Linked DNA regions of Mus musculus: region 1 is linked to region 2. A link is a contact called in public HiChIP or PLAC-seq data. All regions are on one chromosome and are shown on one strand. Each heading gives the region's core, a stretch centred on a gene start, on an enhancer-like site or on the middle of the called end of the contact. The rest is flanking DNA. Distances are from core to core; before and after follow the strand shown. Region 1 overlaps Gm30246 (a long non-coding RNA gene). Region 2 has its middle 39 kb from the start of Serp2.

What was found. HiChIP or PLAC-seq counts read pairs in DNA pulled down with a chosen protein or histone mark.
Region 1: a contact with region 2 is called in an HNF4G HiChIP or PLAC-seq map of pancreatic cancer cells. The contact joins two enhancer-like sites. A contact is called at or near these places in 1 of 39 promoter capture datasets (the C10 cell line), 3 of 484 Hi-C or Micro-C datasets (liver, nephron progenitors and uterus), 7 of 115 datasets of contacts at active chromatin or transcription factors (the 230-238 cell line, SST interneurons, embryonic basal ganglia and 3 more) and 1 of 9 other capture datasets (embryonic stem cells).

Annotation. Positions count from the first base shown.
Region 1 is chr14:76,784,072-76,788,710 of GRCm38.p6, reverse strand. The region is part of intron 1 of Gm30246 (a long non-coding RNA gene); the gene reads right to left. Among named protein-coding and RNA genes, the nearest start is that of Gm30246, 5.7 kb to the right of the region's middle. Within about 2 kb of position 1,635, at least 90 of the 459 cell types and tissues checked have an H3K27ac peak or open chromatin away from gene starts, as enhancers often do. A contact at or near this core is called in pancreatic cancer cells, where this site is marked.
Region 2 is chr14:76,593,019-76,597,403 of GRCm38.p6, reverse strand. No RefSeq gene overlaps it. Among named protein-coding and RNA genes, the nearest start is that of Serp2, 39 kb to the right of the region's middle. Within about 2 kb of position 2,698, at least 31 of the 459 cell types and tissues checked have an H3K27ac peak or open chromatin away from gene starts, as enhancers often do. A contact at or near this core is called in pancreatic cancer cells, where this site is marked.

The sequences.
Region 1 (4,639 bases), core at 386-2,885, 190 kb before region 2:
GCCAGACAGTGTTGGCACATGCCTTTAATCCCAGCACTTGGGAAGCAGAGGCAGGCGGATTTCTGAGTTCGAGGCCAGCCTGGTCTACAAAGTGAGTTCCAGGGCAGCCAAGGCTACACAGAGAAACCCTGTCTCAGAAAAAACAAACAAACAAACAAACAAAAAACAACAACAAAAACCCTGTTTTTATTTTCATTGTTTTTACATTTTATAGTTCATTGTGTGTGTGTATATATATGAATCTGTGCATAGTGTTGTCTATGAGTGTGTGTGTAGTGTCCTCTGTGTGTGCCTGCAATCCTGTGTGTGTGTGTGTGTGTGTGTGTGTGTGTGTGTGTGTGCCATAACCACATGTGGAAGCCAGACAGAAGGAGTTTGCTTCTACCATGTGGATCCTGGGGATTGAACTCATGTTGTCAGATTTGGTGGCCAGCTCCTTTTCCTGCAGAGCCAACTTGCCCCTCAATAACTCGTTATTGAATGGGAATAAAGGGATACTTCCCTTACAGGAGATGGGATGGAGTCTGAATCCGCAGAGTGACACCTGCTCATGCTGGCTCATTTAAGACACTGTTTTTATTTTTTCATCCTGTGTATGTGTGGGAGTGCACACACTCGAACCTGTGCATACTCAGAATCCAGAAGAAAGTGATCCCTGAGGCTAAAATAGGTGCTGGCAACTGACCCCAGGTCCTCTGCCAAAGCAAGAAAGGCTCTTAAGCATTGAGCCATTCCTCCAGCCCCTAAGCTGGATTGTTTTATGTTTTGTCCCTGCCTTTCTGCACCTCCTAGGCACTAGATCAAGATTGGCCTTCAGCCAGGAAACATTGGTTCTGAGATACCCTCCTTGGCCTGTAGCTGCCAGCCGAGGAAGAAGTATGTGCAGGCTGGCATGGGCCCGGCAGAGCTGGTCATACCCAGCAGTGGCCTTGTGGGTAGGCTGAGTGGGCAGGTGTGGTCTCTGAGTCATTGGGCAAGTGCCCCAAAGCTTAAGGACAGACCCCACAGCCCCCGCATTGAGCTTCCTGTTTCCTGTCACAGCGTCCAAAATTCTACCATATTCGGTTATTCATACTGAGCCTTTCACGGATCTCAGTTAATGAATAATTTTTAGTTCTGAGATGGGAGCAGCTTTAGGTGAGGGAGACAGAGATACGAGAAAATTGGGCGAGAATACAGACAGGTTTTATACTTTCACATTTCTGAAATGAATTTCTCTAGTCCTTTCAAACTACTCAGGCAGCATTGGGGAACTGCTGGTTCCCTGCTTACTGGAGCTCCAACAATAGGGTGCCATCTGGGAACCCAAGGACTAGGACTCCCTGAGTTTGATTCCTGTGCATGCCTATGTGCCTATGAGAGATTATGTGCACCACACACATGTAGGTGTGAGAGGAGGCAAGAGGAAGGTGTCAGGTCCCCTAAAACTAGAGTTATAGGGAGTTGTGGGCCACCAGGTGTGGGTGCTGGGAACTGAACCCTGTCCCCTACAAGAGCAGGAAGTTCTCTTAACTACTGTGCCATCCTTCCAAGTCCACTATTCAGTCCTCAAACACACTTTCCTACCTAGCCACACATGAGCACATGAGAGAGGCAAGAGAATTAGGACATAGCACAGAGTGCGGGACAGGGGACATGCTGCGTCTCAGCTTGATGTCACCAGGCTCTTAGTCACACTGCCTTCTCTGTCTGGGGAGGACCTAGGATCTAAGGAAAAACTTTTCTCAAGATGAAGGCTGAAAACTTCAAAGGTAACACAGGACTATATTTTCTTGATCCTGAATTAGAACGGAGACTCGGATACATGGGCGTATCTCTGTGTGAAGTCTTTTTAAAAGGAGAAATAACTAAAGCTATAGCTTTAGTTAACATGGACTAAAATCTTTATTAGTTAGCGGGCAACTCCACTGACCCTGGTCCAGGATAGCACAGCCACTCATGTCCATCCTATTGAAAGCACTTGGGGAGTTGCTGTTCCTGTCTACCTACCCCATGGACAGGAGGGTCCCCAGAATTGTCATCTTCATTACCTTTTATGGCACCCTTGGACAAATGATTTACTGTGCTGTCTTTTCTCTCTAAGGAAATATTCGGTTTCCTATCCGCTATTATTTGACATAGCTTGTCCCTTGCCAGCTCATATACTGGGATCCTGGGACTCAGTACGGTGATATTGGAGAATAATGGAACCTTTAAGAGGTGAGTCATAAGGGTGGAGATTAGATTCCTGGGGACATTGCCACCAGAAGGGATTAATGCCTCCTGAGACTCCAGATAGTTCTGGAGAGAGTGGTTGTAGTGAGTCAGACCAGCCCCTCCCTGCTGTCTGGCCCCCCATTTGCCACGTGTTCCCACCATCAGGATGCCATACACAATGGGCACCTCACCATAGCCAAGCAGAGACTGCTGCCATGCTCTTGGGACTCCAGAACTGTGAGCTAAATACACCCTTCTTCTTTACAAATGATCTGGCATCGGGTATTTGGGTATTGCAACTAAACGTAGACTAACACACTACCTAGAGATTTTATATTCCTCTTAGCCAAGGGGGAGGCCTTATATTATACCCATTTCACCCTCCACAGGTAGATTCATGGGGGGGGGGGTGGTATGTAATTATGTAGAAAATCTTAACTCACGAGTGTCCTCATCAACATAATTCTTGATTAACCAGATTGGTTTTTTGCAAAATGCTCTAAAAAACAAGGAAAGTTGCTGAATCCTCCCTCTGCCTCTCGCAGCCTAGTAAATGGAACCATAGTTGTTTGCCTTTGCTTTCTCTTTTGTAACTAGAAAAGAAAGGTATTCCTGGAAAACCAGGATTGTCTGTCACCTCATAAGGGGTCATGGTAGACTGAGTGATGCCCTCTAAGGAATCGTTTGGAAAGCTCTAGAACCTGTGACTGTTGGTTTATACAGTAGAATTTCTGAGCATTTGACTATTAAGGATCTCTAGATAAAGCGATCACTTGGAGTGACCTGGGTGGGCCCTAAACACCTCAAAAGTATGGTTAAAGAATATGAGACACTCCAGAGAAGACTTCACTATGAGGGCAGAGGAAGACCATAGAAGGATTGCAGACACAGCCAAGGAACACCAAGGAATTCTGGCAGCTTCCACAAGGCTCCAGAACCTGGGTGGGAGCTGATTTCTTCCCCAGCCTCTGCGGGGCATGTGATCTGTTGACACTATCTTCAGACTTGTGGTCTCTGGAAGTGTGTGACATTTCTGTTGTTTTCAGGTGTCAAGGTTGTGGCAGTTTGTTAAGAATGAACCCACTGGTTAATACTCTAAGGCCCATAGTTTAGTAGAATAAGTACTGCTAGCTTTCGTATATTGTATACTTGCAATGTACTGGGAATACACAATGTGGCCCAATAGGCGGGGAAAGCATGTAAACTCAACTCTGTCTAACACCGTGGCCAATAAAAGAACGATTACACGGTATTCACAGCACCATTTTACATCAAGATGTGTTGGCCTAAAATGACAGGCAAGCTGGTGGTTCACTCTAAATATCTCTAGTGGTTCTTGGAGAATTTTATGTATGGTTTGATCCTATTCACCATCTTATACCCTGTGTTGCTAAAATCTCTTCTCCAGAGGGAACATAACAGCATTCATCCCTTCTCCTAAGGTCCTAAAGACAAACCAACTCACAATTCCACCAGAGCATCCTCTGGGGGAACCGAGGAACTTGGTGGGCTTCCTTACAGAGCACTAGCGAGGAGTTACTTACAGGGTTGAGGGCGCTCCTCCCTCGAGTGACTGCTCCTGGAAAGCCTTCGCAGCAGGTCTGAGGACTTCCCTTCAGACACACAGATGAAGTTCCTGCTCTAGTGTCCTTCAGCCTCAGTATACTCCATTCCCTCCCTCGGGCTTTGTATAGAGTTGCCAGGTGGTAAGGAGCAGTGAGATACTCAGGTTAAAATCTCATGACCTACTCCACCCCTTTATGCAGGTGTAAACACTCGACCAGCCTAGATGGGATCATCCTTTAGAAGGTACACAGCTACACAGCCGACCACTTCAAGATAGTGGTTGCTTGGATCAGAGGCCGATCTCTCATGCCACTGAATTCAGGCCAATCTGTAGCACCCAAATATTCTTGGATACATGGCCTTCAGTGTGGTCAACTTACCTGGGGCTGGCTGCAACGGTTTTACAGAAAACTGCCTTTCCCTCTCCCGAAGCTAACAGCTGCCAGCTCTCCTCAGCCAGGAGTGGGCAGTTGTGCCCCATCTCTCTCTCCACGCTGGGAATTGAATCTGCTTTGGCTTCCACAGGCCTTATGCACAGTGCCACAACCACTGTGAGTTCATAGATTCAGCTGCCCTGCTGTGTCCAGATGACCCTGTTTCCTTGGTGTCACCCACCACCTCTGGCTCTGATACTCTTTCTGTCCCTTCTTCCTCAAGGATCCCTGAACCACAGGAGGAAGGTTTCAGTCTGTATGTTTCACCACACAGCAGTTTTTTCTTCTGTTCTTCTTTTATTGAAAATATATTTTTTCATATGATATATTCTGATTAAGGTTTCCCCTCCCCAAACTCCATCTAGATCCTACCTACATCCACACCCCTTTGTCTCTCCACAGAAAACAGGCACCCAAAGAACAAAATAAAAATAAGATAAAAC
Region 2 (4,385 bases), core at 1,449-3,948:
TTCATGTTGATGGGCATCCCAACCAAGTCTGTTTCCTTGATGTTATGAACAAAGCATAACATCATTGATGAATAAACATCAATTTCAAAGTATTTCTGAGGTAGGATGTGAGCTGTTTGGGATTCACTCAGGAGTGGTATAGCTGGACCATATGACAGTTCTATACTCAGTTTCTTACACACCTCCACATTGATGGTCATTGTGGCTGCACCAGTTACACTCCTGCCAACAGCAGTAAGGGCTCCTTTCTCCATATCCTTGCCTCCATTGTTTGTCATTTGTTTTCTTGATGACAGCCATTCTAATTAGGATGAGAAGCAGGTTTGATTTTCATTTCCCTTATGGCTAAGGATGTTGAATGCTTTTTCAATATACAATTGGTCATTTGTCTTTCTTCTTTTGAATATTCTCTTTTTAGTTCCTTATTATATTTTTGCTTGAGTCATTTGTTTCCTTTTTTAAGTTCTTTGTATATTCTGAATATTAATCCTCTGTAAATTGAGCTAGAGACTAAGCAGAGGTGGGGGCAGGGGGTACTGTGAGCTAGGGTGGCAAGACACACCTTCTGGTGATGGTGATGGTGAAGCAGGCACTGAAACAGGGGCGAGGTGCTCAACCCTCAGACGGAAGTTGAGGGACCATCTCTAATAGAGAAGAAGGCACAGCAAACATTCAAGAGCAGTTCATGACCCTGGCTTCTCTGCAACGCCCCAGGGTGTGAGAAGTGGGGATTTATTTTTATTTTTTTAGAAGACAGCTGGGTCTAGGAAGGGGATATCCTGGAAGGTTTGAGGTGACTTGATCCTGTTGCTAAGCAGGGAGTCGTGGAGGGCATTTATTGGAACTGCTGTCCCCAGCAGTAGGAAAATTGGAAGAACACATGCAGCTTGAGCAGAGTAATTTCAAGCAAGGGAGAAACAAACACCTGCCATTCAAAGTAAAGGACATGAGGAAGGAAGAATGGCAGGCTCTTTGAGATGTGTGGAGACTGTCAGGTACGAGTGGGGCATCCCAACTGGAGAGACCTCCGAGTCCTTTCTTCTCACCAGGATGTCATCTTCTAAAATCCAGAACTCAAAAATGCTACCATTGGCCGGGTGTGGTGACACACGCCTTTAAACCCAGCACTTGGGAGGCAGAGGCAGGTGGATTCCTGAGTTCGAGGCCAGCCTGATCTACAGAGTGAGTGAGTGAGTTCCAGGACAGCCAGGGCTACACAGAGAAACCCTGTCTCGGAAAACAAAAATGCTCCCATGGTGGCACACAAGAAACAGTTGTATCTGCTCTATAGCAAGGTTTGGGTTGTGCCCTCACTGGGTAGAGCTGTGTTTTATCCACCTCCTCTGCTTCCTATACTGGAATCTGAGCTTGAGAAGACAAAAACAGAGAAGAAGGGCAAGCAAGTTTCTCAGCTAATGTTCATAGCTATTTAGATCAAACACACAGTTACAGATTTTCTAATGGGAGTGGGGAAGGAGGAAAAAAGGGGGAGGAGAGGAGAGAGAGAGAGAGAGAGAGAGAGAGAGAGAGAGAGAGAGAGAATGGTCATTTCCCTAAAGAAAAAAATTGGAAGTGTTTAGAGGAAGGTGGGGTCCCAGGAACACTCACTGAATTCAAGTCTAAACACAGCCCCACCCACCACCACCTCAAATCCATGCTCACCCAGGTAGAGCATGTTTGCAGATCAAGCTGTGAAGGGTTGCCCCCATTATTTGCCACACAGCTGAAAATGTGGCGGTTGAACCGCAACTCCTAAGCTGGCAAAGCATTTAGACCTGTGCAGCTCCTGACAACAACCTTGGCTTCAAATACTGTGCAGAGTTGCCCCTCGAGCAAATATTTGCCCTGGTTATAGCTTTGCATTTACAATATGCCAGCTGTGTTTGGAAAACAGTCCCAGTTTTAGTCAGTGGCCTTGTAAAGGAGCCTTGTATGGACTCACAGAGCGCCCTTTGGGAGGCTCCGGGGTAGGCATTACCCACTTAACTGTGAGGACGCTGCTTTCTTTTCAAAGCTCCAAGCCCATGACTTCCTTAAAAACATAGTCCATTTATGAGAATGCCAGTAGTTACTTGGGTCTCTGGAAAGATCTTGGAGCGTTTAGTGTTGCTTTTCCACTTGGCTTTAATTTTTTTTTTAATTCCCACAAGTAGCCTGCTGTGTCCTGGCAAGGGAATAAGAAAGGGAGTAAGAGTGGCTATGAGCCAAGTAACAGCGTGCAAACTATTCCTGGCTCTGTAAAACCAAGGTTCAGAGGTTCAAATCCCAGCAGGATGGACAGACACTTTGGCTCCCACAGTTGGGAGGGAACTGGAGAGATTTGCCGGTGTCTACCTAAAGATGGCCCTCTGTGCTGTTCAGGAGTCAGTGACACTTTAATGAGAGATACACCCCTGTCTTTGGGAGCTGAGTTGGTTTATAGTAAAAGTGCACACACAGGTGAAATTTGTTCACTCCATTGCCCACTAGAGAATTTTGACCCTCCCTCTTCCTGTTTTCAACTTCATAATAATCGGTTTAACTTTCATTTGAAGTACAGTTTAGAGTTGTACCCATTTAAGGCGCTGTCTTAGGGCTTGTTGGCCTGGAGAAGTAACAAGAGAAGGCCAGAGTGACTAACAGCTCTTCTGTAAGCGGCTGTCCACATTCTTTGTTTGATATTATCCTTGACACCTCGACTTTGCTAGCTAACCTCCTTATCAGCGACCTGAGTCATCATATGATTGCCTTGCAAGAAAATAGGACTCTGAGCACCTGCTATCTCTTCCTGTCCAATGCTCTAAGAAATCATTTTATAAAAGGTCATCCAGGATAAATAGGCCTTCATCTGCAAGCGCAACAGCTGGTAAGAAGCCAACTACGCTAAGAAAAAAAAAGGATAATTTGCCTTAGAATTGGGAGAAACCTTGCTGTGCATCAGAACCTCTCCCATTTAAGCAGCTGGGAGGGCTGTATCTCTCCTAACAACACATCCATGTTAGCCCTGTAACCACATGCTAAGGGAGAAACAGAGCCCTTCTGGGTCCACCAAAACCCTATTGATGCCTGACCTCTTACAAGGTTTGTTGTTGTTGTTGTTGTTGTTGTTGTTTGGGTTTGTTTGTTTGTTTGTTGGGTTTTTTTGGGTTTTTGTTGTTGTTGTTGTTGTTTGTTTGTTTGTTCGAGAGTGTCCTGGAACTCACTCTGTAGACCAGGCTGGCCTCGAACTCAGAAATCTGCCTGCCTGTGCCTCTCAAGTGCTAGGATTAAAGGCGTGCGCCACCACCGCCCAGCCACAAGGTTTTCTTAATGTTCAATCACAACCATGTACCCGGTGTCAAACAAGCTCCTGGACGGCCTCCGTTAGCGCATTCACCTGGGTGCTAAACACGAAGATGGACTTTGGGCTGTTGCTCCCAGGAAACAGATTCCACGTGTAGATGAAGGTGAAGAGTAACGCAAGCCATGCAAAAGAAAGGGCAGGCTCTAAGTCCCACTTCTCTGAGGTTGGCAACTTCAGATCCTCAACAAAACTAGCATGCCAACTGTGTGGCCATGAGATACCGAAACTGATTGTTTTTAAAAAGCTATTGCGACATTTCCTTTTCTGGAAAGTTTGGAATCCTGTCTCTGAAGTAAAGAGCAGCTCTGGCTAAATACATGCAGCTTGAAGTTGTATGACCATCGAAGTAAACTAGACGTTTTCTTGGGAGTTGTTCAGAACACTACCCGGTTCCAAAACTCCAGGTCAGATAGGACTGACTTAGTCAAAATGCAACCTCTCTAGGCATGGATTAAAATTAAAATGTGTAGAAAGACAACAGGACTCTTGGTGGGATTTCTGTGCCTAAATTAACCTCCCTGACCTCTAGCATAAAAACAAAACAACAACAACAACAAACATGCTAATGGGGCTGGAGAGGTGGCTTAGGCAGAAAGCGCTTTCCTTGCAAGCATGAACACCTGAGTCCAATAACCCATACCCATGTGAGCAGCTGGGTATGCTGGCATGCACATTTAACCCCTAGTACTGGGGGGGGGGGAGATTTGTGGGGCTCAGTGGTAGACACCCTACCTTAATATGCAATCCTGGGATTCCAGGGAGTCTCTGCCTCAAAAAAACAAGGTTAGGCAGCTACTGAAGAACAATGCTGCAGTTGATCCCTGCCCTCTACAAACCTCCTCACCTACAGGCACAGCACTCATTCATGTACACACGCACACGTATGCACGCGTGCGTGCGCACAAAACAACTATTTTGGTTTTGCTTCCCAAAGAACGTGAATACTAAAGCGTGGTTTTAAATAAAGCACTTGGTCAAACGTGTTCTTCCTTCCTTTGGGAACATCCCTGAACCCTGCCCTCTGGGGCAGAAGCATCTCTCAGTCCCAGCGACACCTCCAAAG